Regions from separate parts of the Mus musculus genome. Here region 2 is linked to region 1. The links are chromatin contacts, called in public promoter capture Hi-C maps. All regions are on one chromosome and are shown on one strand. The core of a region is the stretch at or near the end of the contact, and the rest is flanking DNA. Distances in the headings are between cores, read along the strand shown. Region 1 overlaps Tiam1 (T cell lymphoma invasion and metastasis 1). Region 2 has its middle 29 kb from the start of Gm10789.

Evidence for each region. Capture Hi-C pulls out chosen DNA fragments and counts their contacts.
Region 2: a promoter capture Hi-C map of adipose tissue shows a contact between it and region 1. The contact joins two enhancer-like sites. A contact is called at or near these places in 1 of 15 datasets of contacts at CTCF or cohesin (large pre-B cells), 8 of 484 Hi-C or Micro-C datasets (bone marrow-derived macrophages, embryonic stem cells and myocytes), 7 of 115 datasets of contacts at active chromatin or transcription factors (the HPC-7 cell line, T-cell acute lymphoblastic leukemia, acute myeloid leukemia and 4 more) and 4 of 9 other capture datasets (adipose tissue, embryonic stem cells, liver and 1 more).

The regions. Positions count from the first base shown.
Region 1 is chr16:89,836,392-89,843,051 of GRCm38.p6, reverse strand. Tiam1 (T cell lymphoma invasion and metastasis 1) reads left to right here. Exons shown (of 28, transcript NM_009384.3): 14 at 5,207-5,293. Among named protein-coding and RNA genes, the nearest start is that of Gm52239, 45 kb to the right of the region's middle. Within about 2 kb of position 2,876, at least 12 of the 459 cell types and tissues checked have an H3K27ac peak or open chromatin away from gene starts, as enhancers often do. A contact at or near this core is called in adipose tissue, where this site is marked.
Region 2 is chr16:90,109,709-90,116,368 of GRCm38.p6, reverse strand. It overlaps a transcript of Tiam1 not described here. Among named protein-coding and RNA genes, the nearest start is that of Gm10789, 29 kb to the left of the region's middle. Within about 2 kb of position 3,413, at least 35 of the 459 cell types and tissues checked have an H3K27ac peak or open chromatin away from gene starts, as enhancers often do. A contact at or near this core is called in adipose tissue, where this site is marked.

The DNA.
Region 1 (6,660 bases), core at 1,627-4,126:
GGGGCATGGGGAGGAAAGCCTCTGGCCTTCAGTCTCTTAACTTGAATCAGTGGGATTCTGCTGTCCTAAGGGGCAGACAGAGGGGCCACAGAGATTACTCAGTGGTTAGAGCACTTGCTGCTCTTAGAGGAACCAAATCGGATGCGAGCACCTTGAGGGGCTTACGGCTGCTTTGAACACCAGCTTCAGGCTATCCAGCACCTTCTTCTGGCTTCTGTGGTATCTGCAGTTCTGAGTCTCTCTCTCTCTCTCTCTCTCTCTCTCTCTCTCTCTCTTCTGTGGTGTCTGCACTTCTGAGTCTCTCTCTCTCGATCTCTCTCTCTCTCTCTTTCTCTCTCTCTCTTTCTCTCTCTCTTTCTCTCTCTCTTTCTCTCTCTCTCTCTTCTGTGATGTCTGCACTTCTGAGTCTCTCTCTCTCTCTCTCTCTCTCTCTCTCTCTCTCTCTCTCACACACACACACACACACAGAGTGGGGGAATGGTTGGGAGTGAATAGAGAGATAGATAAATTTTTTTAGAAGAAAGACATAGTGGGGATGGATTATTTTATTTTCTGTTGTGCCTGACGATGAAGGAAATATCCATTTCCTTATGTTGCCCTCTCTACCTTTCTCCACAAGGAAAGTTAAAAGGACTTGCTTTGTTGATGTGTAGTGGTACAGGTCTTTCAAAAACAAACAAACAAACAAACGAACAAAACAACCCCTGCCCCCCATACACACAGACCTGCCTGCTGTCATACTTTCCTATATGGCTGTCTACACTCTGCTATCATTACTGATATCGTTAGACTGCTGTTCGATTAAGCAGTAAAGGAATTATCCCTTGAGCTCAGGAACTGGGGATCTGGCGAGTGCTATGTTAGGAGAGGTAAGGGTCATTGGAGCCCAGAGCCCACAGCTGCCATTTCCCTCTCACACTCTCCTGGCTCAGACTGTTATTTGTTGTCATTTCTCCAGAGCCAGGCCTGGGGCAGCTGTCACCGGAGATGAGCCTGTGGCTTTTTTGCAGGGGGGAAACGGAGGAAGCAGTGAATCAGGTCCTACTCAGTGACAGACAGTGACAGCTCTCAGCAAATCACAGAGTCACCTACTTACAAAGGTGTTGATGTGCGTGGACCTACTGTGTGCTGGAGCTTACATTTCCTGGTGAAATGTCAAGACCACTGCTCACATGTATTAGAGATCTTTCTCTGAATGCAGTGGTTAACCTTTTAAGTGTTTGGAAACCCCCAAAGCCCTCACAAGGCAGCTGGTATCATGTTCCCTCCTCATCTCCTGCTGTGGGCAAATATCATCGTCTCAAAACGCTCATTAGAGAATTGTGGCCTAATGAATAGAACCCAATTTTGTCTCTCTGGCCACTTCTGGTATACCTTCACGCCGTTTACTGTTTGACCCTCCCCCGCCCCCAACCAAACATATCAGGAAGCCTGGAGGACATCCTTAGTGGCAGAGAATTAATGTTTATAAAGGGCTTGATATGCAACAGAAGTGTGGCCTCCGTGACGAAAGCCATAATTGGTGGCACTGGCATAAACAAGCACCGGCCCTGCTTCTACTTAATGTCTGTCGAGTGGGAGTCAGCCAGTGAGAATCTAGAAAAGTGAGTTCCCACGCTCTGAGACTCTTGGTCTACGACTGAGTGATCTGAGGAACTTAGAAACAGGCACTTGGCACCAAAACACCCCACACGCCTCCATTTTCCTCAGGGGACGAATTATAAGATGTTCCACAAGGGCCTAAAGTTAGAGATAGCACAGAGCTAGCTCTATGCCCTGTTCGTTCTTTTTCTCTACACAGGCATACCAATCATAAAGTTCAATAATAAATAAAAAAATCCGTGTGTGCATTTAGCCTCTGTGTTCATCTGTGTACCATGTGCATGCCCGGTGCAACCGATTGGAGGCCTGAAGAGGGTACTGCAATTAGAGATGATTGTGAGCCACCATGTGCATACTGAGAACCGAACCTGGATCCTCTGGAAACGTAGCCAAGTGCTCTTAACCACTGAGCCGCCTCTCCAACCCCTGATAAAGTTTAACATGTCAGGTGGACACATTGAGAGACTAGCAGCAATGGGTCATTATAGAGAACAGTTGCAAGAATGTTTTACGATTAGAGTTGAGAATGGGGCATGATAGCCACAGAGGGTGAAGCTATCTACGGGCACGGGTACAGGCGCTGTGTGCTTCAGAGATGTTTGAGGGGCTCAGGTTGACACAAAGCTGTTTGGTTTGCCTCGGTTTGAGCTTTGGGGCCACCAGTACTTTCACGTAGCTCACACTCCATTGCTTGGCCGCACCAAACTGATGGAAGAGGTTCTCAGGGGTTGGGGGGCCCAACCACTTGGTGTCGGTCCCTGAGCCTCACTCTGGAAAACCCTGCTGCATGACGGTGACCTCAGCTAAGCCAGTGTTTGGGCTCTTGTCGGCAGCAGCGCATTGGCAGGAAAGAATAGTCCCTGTTGTAGTTACTTTTCTGGTTGCTGTTAGGAAATAACTCTGGCAAAAGCAACCCAAAGGGAAGAGGGATTTCAGCTCACAGCTTGAGGGTGTGGTCCATCATGGGAGAGGGGGTAGGGTGGGGGAGGGGAGTCCTGGCTGCAGGGGTCTGAGGAAGCTGGTGCAGTTTATTCCAAGTTAGGAAGCAGAGATGATCACATTCAGCCTCCTCCTCATGCCATTCGTAAGCTAAGCCCAGAGGACGCTGCCACCTCCCCACCCCCTTTAGTTTGGGTCTGCCAACTTTGATGAACTCAGTCATAGGCTTGTCTCTGAGGTGATTTTAGCTCTTGCTAAAAATCCTGGATGGTTCGATAGCCTCTGACCTTAGAAACTCCCTTGGCATCTCGTGCAGACCCAGCCAGTCCAAACCAGCCTGAGGTAGCTTTCCTTTATATGAGCCCACATATATGCAGGCTCTTAGTACACACTGACACAGGACATCTCAACAGTATCAAGTGCTGCTTTCTATTTTAGGGTGCAAAAGATGATCTAATAGCTCAACTGGCTGAATAAATTTTCAAACAGTAACAGATGGGCCGGGCGGTGGTAAGCCCATGCTCTTAATCCCAGAACACAAGAGGCAGAGGTAGGCGGATCTCCGAGTTCAAGGACAGCCAGGACTACACAGAGAAAGAACAAAATAAAACAGAAAGAGCAAACCCTTGGGAGTTTCTCTCTCCAGCCCACCCCTTAGGTGGCACTCAGGGCTTATTGTAGAGTTAGCTCAGGTTACACAATATTTAGACTAACCATTCCTATGCTGTCTCTGAGGGAAGTGTGCACAGGTCAACTCTAGCTTTCCCTTGTCCCAGGGTACTTCTGATGATATTTTAGCACTTAGTATTTTAGTAGTAGTTGTAGTCGTAGTATATACACATGCACCATATGGTATATGTAAAATATAGAATATACATTTAGTAAATACACTATTTACTAAAATACTTAGTATTTTAGCTGTGATGTCATCCTCATGGTGTGGAGTCTGTACTTACGCAGCTATTTTATCCCGGGCCTAGTTTTGAATTCTCCATTGCATATTATGTTGTGGATTTCCTTTGGCCATGGGTGTCAGTATGAGGGATTTCCTGGTAGTTCATCAAATCACCAGATGGTCTAGTCTCTTCCCATGGTCTTAATTACTTCCTTTTCTAGGTCCCTAGGCCACATATCACTCATAACACCTTCCTGCTCTTACAATGGCAGCCTCCTAATTGTTGGCTACCTTAGTTTGATATTGAATCCTTCTGCTCCTGTTGGCAATCATTTTGGCCTTTGTTAAAGTTCGCTGAGATTGGAGTGTTTCTGTTGCACTGAAAACCTTTGTTGAGTGGCCGTAAGAGCATCGCGTTCTTCGTTCAGCTAGAAGTAGTGTTTCCCTTTACACTTGTTGATGTAGGAGACAGTTACACAGATCTCAATGCCGTGCCTGTGTTGCACTGTGGTGCAGGCTCCGGGGAGAGGCTCCCCTCTCGGCCCTGTTGCTACACGTTAGTCCTGTGGGATACTGTGTAAAGTCCCGTCATCCTTGCATGGTCTTTGGAAAGGAAGTTGTGCCCATGGTCCTTTTGTTTACTCTGTTCTTGAGTGTTTCTCATGTCTCTGTCGTGTAGCCAAGTACCTGGTGCAGGATTTCACAGTTCCCTCCAGGGCTCAGGCTGATGGAGCTCCTGCCTCCCTCACTCCTTGGTTAGCAATCTTCCAGCACCAGGAACAGAAGGGAATCCCTGAAGGACCACTGCCGCCGATGGTTCTAGAGCAGCCTCTGGCTTGGTCTTCCAACTAAGCGAGCTGGTTCTCAGCGCCTCTCATTAGCAGCTGAATTGTCCCCAGCCCATAAGAATGAAAATCAAGTTAATATTATAGTGAAGATAAGAAGTTCTGTTTCCTATCTGAGAGAGTTACAGGACTTGGGGTGTTAGCAATGGCTGGTGGCCTTTCTTGCCCACACAGGTTACCTATGTTCTAGTACCATGAACTAAACAGAAACATTGCTTGAAAGGTCTCTGTGGCTCTCTTATAATAGTGCTCTCCCCTCTTCCCTCCTCCATTCCTTCTTTCCTCCCTCCCTCTCTTCCCCTCTCTGTCTCTCCTATTTTTTTTTAAGACAACAACATTTTCTTCTCCCCTCAGCATTGGTTAATTATTTAATATTCTGATAGTCACTAGAGTAGAGTAGGAAATCAGTTAACCACATTCCAGTATGAAATGGTATGTATAAAGTGAGTTTCAGAACGTGATAAGAAATTAAAGCAATGTCCATACCGCAGTATATCTGGGTGAATACACATCATACCCAGGGACCATATATCCTAAGATGTAGACTGGATGAGGAAAAAAAAAAAAATATATATATATATATGTGAGGAACCCTGATGAGTTAAACCGATTTGCCTGTTTTGTGCCGGGTAAGGAAGAGTGTGGGAAAAGCAAGCCCTTTACCAGGAAACAGGTGAGATGTACTAATGTCCTTTATTCCCCCTGGCAGGCTAGTTTGAAGGATGGAGATTAATGGACCTAGTGATATTTATTTTTATAAGTTGTTACTTTTAGAATGATCTAAAAATACATTTTTTTCCACCTGCTGTGTAAAAACAATCTGAACAACAGGAAAAAAAAATCCAAAGTGTACACACCAGGTACTTCCTGCTGTCAGCTAAACCTTCTGAGCTCTGAGCCCTGGCTTCTGTCTTGTGTTCTGTAGGGTTTTTGCTTTCTTCTGTGGATGAAGATGGCATTCGAAGGCTCTACGTGAACAGTGTCAAGGAAACCGGGTTAGCTTCCAAGAAAGGTAAGACTGGAGCTGGGGATGTTTGTTTTTGCCATTTTGTTTTGCTTTTTAGTTTTTGAGACAGGACCTTGATCTGTAGCCAAGGCTGTCTTGGAACTCCCGATGTGGCTCAGGCTGGACTTGAACTCTTAACTCTTTCTGCATCAGCCCCTAGTGTTAGGATCTACAGACCTGCCAACTCCCATCTCCCACCCCCTACCCCAGTGGCCCTTGTTTATCTCAGTTTCCCTTTTGAGAGACATGTTTTCAGAGGGGTTGTGCATAAAGGATTTGTTTCCTTCTGAAGGATTCCCGGGAAGTGGGTTTTACTTCACGAAGTTGGGTGTGTGACTCTGAGCCTGTATCCAAAGGGTTACTGTAAAGTTCTAACTAGAGTGGTTGCTTTTCATCCTCTGGGGAGCGCTGGGGCCTGAAGGAAGCAGAGCTTTGGTTATCAGCGCTCAGAGGCGTGCCTGAACCTGTAGCATCCTCAGAAGTGGCTTTTCCCCGAATGTGTCACTTCCTGGAGAGTCTGCAGAAGTTGAATTTCGATCCAGCCTCTTCTGTCAGCTCTCCCCTGTGCTATGTCTCGCCTGTCTCTTTTGGCCTTCCAAGAGCTTAGCATGCATTCCGGCTGCTTTTGAGCCCTGTGCTCCATCTTTGTATCCTCAGAGTCTCTCCTCAGCCTAGATAACTGTGTTCTGGGCCCTCCATATCCATAGGCTGTACATCTGTGGATTCTACCAACTGCACACTGAAAATCTGCCAGGTGATGGGGTGTTAAGAAAAAGCGTCCCCTTCGTCCCTGTCACCGCTCCCTAAGCAGTGTCACGTGGTCAGCCGTTTTCATAGCATCTATGTTGCTTTAGGTATTGCAGGCTACTCACCGATGATTTAAATACAGCTGTTCACAAATATGACTCCACTCTGTCAGTGGGTGTAGTTCTGAGGCCATCTTGGAATCCTTCTGCTGAGGGTACCAAGAGAAGATGGAACCCGTGCACCCCGTTAGCCATAGAATCCCTGTAACAGAATGAACGGTGTGGCTCAAATGCACAGAAATTTTCCCTCCCGTGGTTCAAGGGGCTGGAAGACCGAAGTTGAGGTGTTGAGAGGATCGATTCCTTTCAGAGCCTCGGGGAGGAATTTGTCAGCTGTCTCTTGGATCTGGTGGCTGCCAGCTATCCCCAGAGGTCCCTGGTTTGCAGCTGGTGTTCCTGTTTTTTTTTCCTTTGTACTCAACATGGCCATTTCTCTGTGTCCCTAACCTTTCTGTGGAGCCTTCTGAGGAGAGATCCCTTGCTTTAACACTTATCCTAAGTTTCCATGAGGTCTGTCTCCGGTTTATTTTGACTTATCATGTCTATATCATATAACGATTATTTCAA
Region 2 (6,660 bases), core at 2,164-4,663, 270 kb before region 1:
TGCATGCCCCCTCCCCGTGTGTGTGTTTGTGTTTGTGTTTGTGTGTGTGTGTGTGAGAGAGAGAGAGAGAGAGAGAGAGAGAGAGAGAATTAACTCCCGAGTCCTGTCTTAGCTAAGTGCTCTACCTCTGAGCCACCCCTAGCCACAGCATTGTTTAGTTACCTGTTGCTCTCTTTCAGAATTTTTATTGTGGTTAGCATGTCTGAGATACAGTGTTTCGTTGTAACCACTTTTCACGGCTGGTTCCCTGCCCCTCAGTACATGTACAAAGTAGCCATCTCCACCCTCATCTCGAGAACTTTTGTTCTTTCCAAGTGGAAGCTTGAGGTCGGTTCAGCATTAAGTCTCCAGTCCTCCCCGCTGTATGCAGCCCCCGGAAACCATCTTCCTCTCTGTCTCAGGCTTGCATGTCCAGGTCTCACATAGCTAGAGTTATACAACCTTTGCCCTTTGCTTCTGGCTCATTTTACTTGGCAACAGTATCTTCAGGTTTCGCCCATGCTGTGTCAGAATTTCCTTCCATCCTGAGGCTGAGCAGCCTTCCATTCTGTGGCTCCTTTCCTTCTCCCGCTATCTTTAAATGGACACCTGGTTGCTTCCATCCTTTAAAAAAAAAAAAAAAAAAAAGAGGGGCTGGTGAGATGGCTCAGTGGTTAAGAGCATCGACTGCTCTTCCAAAGGTCCTGAGTTCAAATCCCAGCAACCACATGGTGGCTCACAACCATCCGTAATGAGATCTGATGCCCTCTTCTGGAGTGTCTGAAGACAGCAACAGTGTACTTAGATATAATAATAAATAAATCTTTAAAAAAAATTAAAAAAAAGATTTCTATTTTATTTTGTATTTTATTCTGTGTGAGAGAGTATGTGCACACAAATGTGGGTGCCTCCGGAAGCCAGAGCCCTTGGTTTCCTGGAGCTGGCGTTGCATGTGTGTGCTAGCTCTCCAGTGTGGGTGCTGGGAACCAAGTCCATGTCCTCTGCAAGAGCAATCCAGGCTCCTAACGCCTGAGGCATCTCTCCAGCCATCTTCCCATTGGTCAGCTTCTGTGAATAATGCTTCTATCATTCAGGTGCACAACAAGTGTCCTTTCAAGTCTTTCAGGTCTTAACCCAGATATGGGGTTGGTGGATTGCAGTGGGTTCTATATCGAATTTCTGGACACACCAAGTGCTGTTTCCAGGGGTTGTGCCACAAGGACTCCGATTTCTCCACAGCCTTCTCACGCATTCCACTCCTCAACTCCCGCCTCCACCCCCCCCTTGCTTTGATGATGACCATCTGAGTGGCTGTGCAATGATATCACATTGTGACTTGATTTGCATGTCCCTTGTGATCAGGGATAACAGGCTGAGTATCATTTCAAGTCTTTTGTGATTATTTCACAGGGTACTGTGTCCTTTTCATAGCTGTCACTGTGTCCTTACTCTCCTGAGTAGAATCACATCTCCACACGAGTATGTTCAATGGATGTTTCTTAATTCCCACCAATCATTATTAATTGGGTTGGTGTTAGAGTGAAATGCGGAGGTGGAGGTGTATTTCAGACTTCAATGGTGAGTGATGTATTCATTGAAAATCCCCACTACCCATAATCCTCCATGTCTGGTTTCTAGCAGAAGCTTGTCAAGAGTACCATGGGGACATGCACACCGTGCACACTCCTGGATTCTAAGCAGCAGTTCTGGGGTTACAGTGAAATGAGAGGTGTCTTCGGGAAGGCCAGCTACAACTTTTCTTTACATAGCTCCGTTGCTTGGTGCAGTGGTCGAGGACTTTGAAGCAGTTTAGAAGAGGCTTATCTTGTTTTATTTAGGAGATGTGGTGGAGAAGGCATGGTGGCAGGGAGAACTGGTGTGACTGCCCACACCTCAGCAAATCAAGGGCAGAGAAGTTGACTCGGAGCCACTAAATAGACCTCAAAGCCTGTTTCTTTAGTGGCCCACATCCTCCAGCCAGACTTCATCATGTCGAGACTCACAACCTCCCGAGGCAGTGGCACGAGGTGGAGACTGTGTCCGATCGAATGGACCTGAGATTTCTTACATTAAAGCCATAACAGCATCTATGCTGAGAGGATGGAGGGTACAGGACCGCTGTGGGTGACAGTGTGACTGTCAGCGAGCAGGTTGAGAGCTCGCTCTGCTCGCTGAATGTTAGAGCCGCGTCGTTGACATCACCTTACTTGTCTCCTGTGAGCCATGGTGGATGGGCTTACTTTGTGTCTTTTCTTGAAATGGGAACATTTATTTATTTCATCAGAATGGTGTTACTGGGGCAGTTGTTTTCTAGATTATTCCTGAAGGCCAACAAGCCACATGTCAGTCCACTGGAGCCAGAGAGGCATTTTTAGAAGGTGGCATGGATGTGGTCCATGCCTGGCTCTGTCCCATGCCCATAGCTTTGAGCATGTTGCTCTACCCAAGAGTCAGGCCCTCTTTGTTCACACATTGGTGATGATACTGGCTCTTGTAGATTGCTTTTGAGAAAAATAAAGGGAGTGATTAATGAGGGTGTTAGTTTCCTAAGCCACAATTTGGTGATCAAAAACAATGCTAACGTTCTTTCCCAGGTCTGAGGCCAGATGTCCAATGTTGATGCAAGGTGCTGGCAAAAGCTCGTGGGCTCTCCCAGGGTTTTAGGCGGGGATCCAGTCTTTGCTGCTCCCAGCTGCCTGTCATGAGCGGCAACATCTCTTTCCTTTTTGCATCTTAGAGTTTAAACTATCAAGAAAGGCAGATTGACAGGTGGCAGCCAGATTGCTTTCATTTACTAATCTTTATGTGAATACAAGCTCTTGGGAGGAAAAGGACGACTCGAAGAGGCAGTGAAGGCCGAAAGCTCAGGCTGTGTGCTGCGTTCTGTCCTCTTCAGTGCTGGGGATCGAGCCCAGACCTGGAGTGTGCTGGCACACACTCCACAGTAGGGCGGCATCCTGCAACTGCAAATGGGTGCGTTCTGAGAAGTGCATTGGAACTGTGGCCTCTGAGCACAGCATTGTACTCGTGGGACTCGGCAGAAGGCCTGGCTGAGGGGGAGCCTAGCACCTATTGCCTGATAGTGCTGTGTCATCTGCTGCTGCCTAGTTTATTTCCAGTGGGTCATGCTGTGTAGGTACTAATATGGTGTATTGTTCTTTTTTTTTTAAAAAAATGTATTTCTTTATTTTGTATGTGTGTCGGTGTATCAGAAGACAGCCCACGGGACTTGGTTCTTCTTTCCCATGTGTGGGTCCCAGGGATTGAACTCAGGGCGTCAGTGTTAGCAGCAAGTCCCTTTATCTGTTTAGCCATCTCACCAGCCAGTTCGTTGAGTTTCGAAAGGCTAAGATTTGAGATTAGTGGCTCCGATGATGAGGCAAGAGGTTAATCACACCGAGGGACTTGCCTTTGTTGGGCAATCCTAGGGAGTGGTTCAGCCCCACTGTCCCCATGGGACTGCAGACACACCAAATAGTGTTTCTCCCAGTACACAGCCGGCATTTTGGAAAGTCTTCAAATAATGGCCGTGAGTGGGAGCCTTGCTGTCATTTCTGTCAAGTGAATTGCTACACGGAAATTCTGGTCTCATTCTGCAGAATTCCTGGTTTTTTGTCTGGGGTGTGCTGGAGGTGGAGGGCTGGCGGCTGGTATACTTACTAATTTCACATGGCCCTTTCCAGTTCTGGAACAGACTCATTCGTTAAATCCCACAAGTGCATGTTTGCGGGGTACCTGGCTATGTTAGGGGCTTTCTCTGGAAAGGGACTAGGCAGTAAGTATTCAGTATATCTATTGAATTGTAACAAGAACTCTCCATCTGCTCAACACACTGGAGACCAAAGCTGGTGAATGAATATAGGGCTATTCAAAAGCCAGACCCGAGGAGACTATTCAGGCCGGGCGGTGGTGGCACACACCTTTAATCCCAGCACTCGGGAGGCAGAGGCAGGCAGATCTCTGAGTTCAAGGCCAGCCTGGTCTACAGAGTGAGTTCCAGGGCAGCCAGAGGTACACAGAGAAACCCAGTCTTGGGGGGAAAAAAAAATCTATTCAGGAGTTTTCAGGATGCAAAGATGTATTATTTGTTTAAAGAATTATTTATTTTTATTCATCGTGTGTTTGTCTGCTTGCTGTGTACGTGTGTGCCAAGGCGTGTGTGTGTGTGTGTGTGTGTGTGTGTGTGTTTGTCAGAGGACAGATTGTAGGAGTTCTTGGGATCTAACTCAAGTCCTTCTCGAGGAGAAGAAGTCTTAGAGAAAGAGGGAGGGAGCTACAGTGAGACAGAGCGTGAAGCCCACGCACCAGATGACATCATCCTCACCTCTGGCCCTCATAATGGACTTCCATCCCTTGCCTCTTTTTTTTTTTTTGGTTTTTGAGACAGCCCTGGCTGTCCTGGAACTCACTTTGTAGAACAGGCTGGCCTCGAACTCAGAAATTCGCCTGCCTCTGCCTCCCGAGTGCTGGGATTAAAGGCGTGCGCCACCATGCCCGGCTGATCCCTTGCCATTTTAACTTGAACCTAAGGAAAGGCTTCTCTTCCACAAGACAACGAGGAAAGGTATAAGGCAGAGGGAGGGGGAGCAGGAGTCATTCTTAAATGAACCCCAGTTCTACAGTGGGGATCAGTTATGAGTACTATCAGAACCCCTTCGGGGCAGTTTGGTGACGCACAGACGGCTGAGTTGCTAGCAGTCGGTCATTGCGTAGGTTTCGGTGGCTGTGACAGCGTCCAACAGCTTCCGTGTTGATGCTGAGATCCAGGGTCCGTGCTCTGAGCGGCCCTGTGCTTGGGGATCACGGTGGAGAGTAACGCATCCGAGAGTTTAGAGGGGGCTTCTCAGCTGGGCTCAGAGCCTGCATGGGATTCCTCTAACGTGAACAAAGGGTGGGCATTGCAGGCCCACTCTGGAAGGCCAAACTGGTAGGGCTCACTTTGGAGATCTGACCGCTGGGTAGATTGTGACGAAAAGGGAAAGCAGGCATAGTCTTCTGACAGTGCCACTTGACACGGTCATCTACCAAGTTCACACTGAAAATGGTATTGTCAGGGCTGGCAAGATGGCTCAGTGGGTAAGGTACTTCACCATCAAGTGTGACAACCATCCCTGAGACCACATGGTAGGAGGAGAGATCTGACTCCTAAGGCTGACCTCTGACCTTCACATGCATGCTGTGAAAACACTCACACACACACACACACACACACACACACTCACACACACTCACACACACACACACACTCACACACACACACACTCACACACACACACTCACACACACACACACTCACACACACTCACACACACACTCACACACACACACACTCACACACACACACACACACACACACACACACACACACTCACACACACACACTCACACACACACTCATGTTTTAAGTAAGCGTATGACTCTGTGTTGGACCACATTCCTAACAGTTTCGAGCTGCATGCAGGGTGAGAGTTCTGCATACTTCGAGAGTAGAGCCTTCTTGTGTGTCTCTGAAAGTGCAGACATTTCTCTGCAAGCTAAGAGCGCCCTTTATACCAATCTCGGAAACAGACCCTCGACTTCCTGAGGCTTTAAAGTGGGGTTGAAAGCTGCTTGTGTGGCGGAACCAAGGAGAATCAGAAAGCAGCAGCCAAGTGACTCTCTCATCCCACTCGGACACCCAACTCGTGACAGGAGCTTGCCTGGACCATAGGGGCCTTTCGGATGCTTCTAGCCACATGTGGGCTTCTTGCACAGAGCATTATAGCTGCACCTGCCCTGTAGCTTCTCCAGTCTCCCAGCCTCTGCTGTCTATCATCCTGGAGATTGTGAGGACAAAGGTATTAAAATTGACATCAAAGCCCATCGCTTGGGAGGCAGAAGCAGGAGGATCTCTGAGTTAGAGGCTAGCCTGGTCTACAGAGTGAGCTTCAGGCTAGCAAGAGCTAGGCAGTGAGGTCCTGCCTCAGAGAAAGAAAAGGTCCTATCAGAAGAACCTGTAATTCTGCTCAGTTGCATTCTCGTCTGAGGGCTTCGCTGCCTGATCACCTGCAGAACCCTGGCAGAAGCCTAGAACTTGCAGACTCTGCTTGAACCAGTTTGAGTGTGTGATTCCCCTCTCAGCTGAAAATAGCTTTGACTTTGTAAGTCTGGGTTTGCGTTCCCTGGGTGCAAAAGTCTGACTGCAAAGTCTAGAGCCTGGTCTCAGTTTCAAGTCTTAGGTCCTGGAGTTGAGGGAGGGGCAGAGGAGGAGGTAGGGAACGGGTGGGATCAGAGCATCTTTCCCAATGGGGGTTTCCTGCCCCTTCCCACTGTTCTCCTATTGAGCCTCTGTATTTGTAAATACCACGGGAGGTAGGAATGGGAGCTACAGCGAGACAGACTTCCTGCATAGGAGACTCCTTTAGAATAAATGTAGGTATTTATTCTCCCACAAAACTATCTGGACTTCTACAGGCCTACTCTCTTTTAAAATATTATTTACATATTTATTATGTTTGTTTACATATTATTTGTTTTTCATTTTTTTTTAAACATTAGAGTGTAAAATACTGGGTTTATTAGGGATTTATATACATAGGCCACCACACTATATACTTAGTCATCTCTGTTTCCCAATGCCCGCCCCTCACCTCCTCTTCCTGTTGGTCCTCCCCTCTCTCCAGACAATCCCCTGCTTCTACT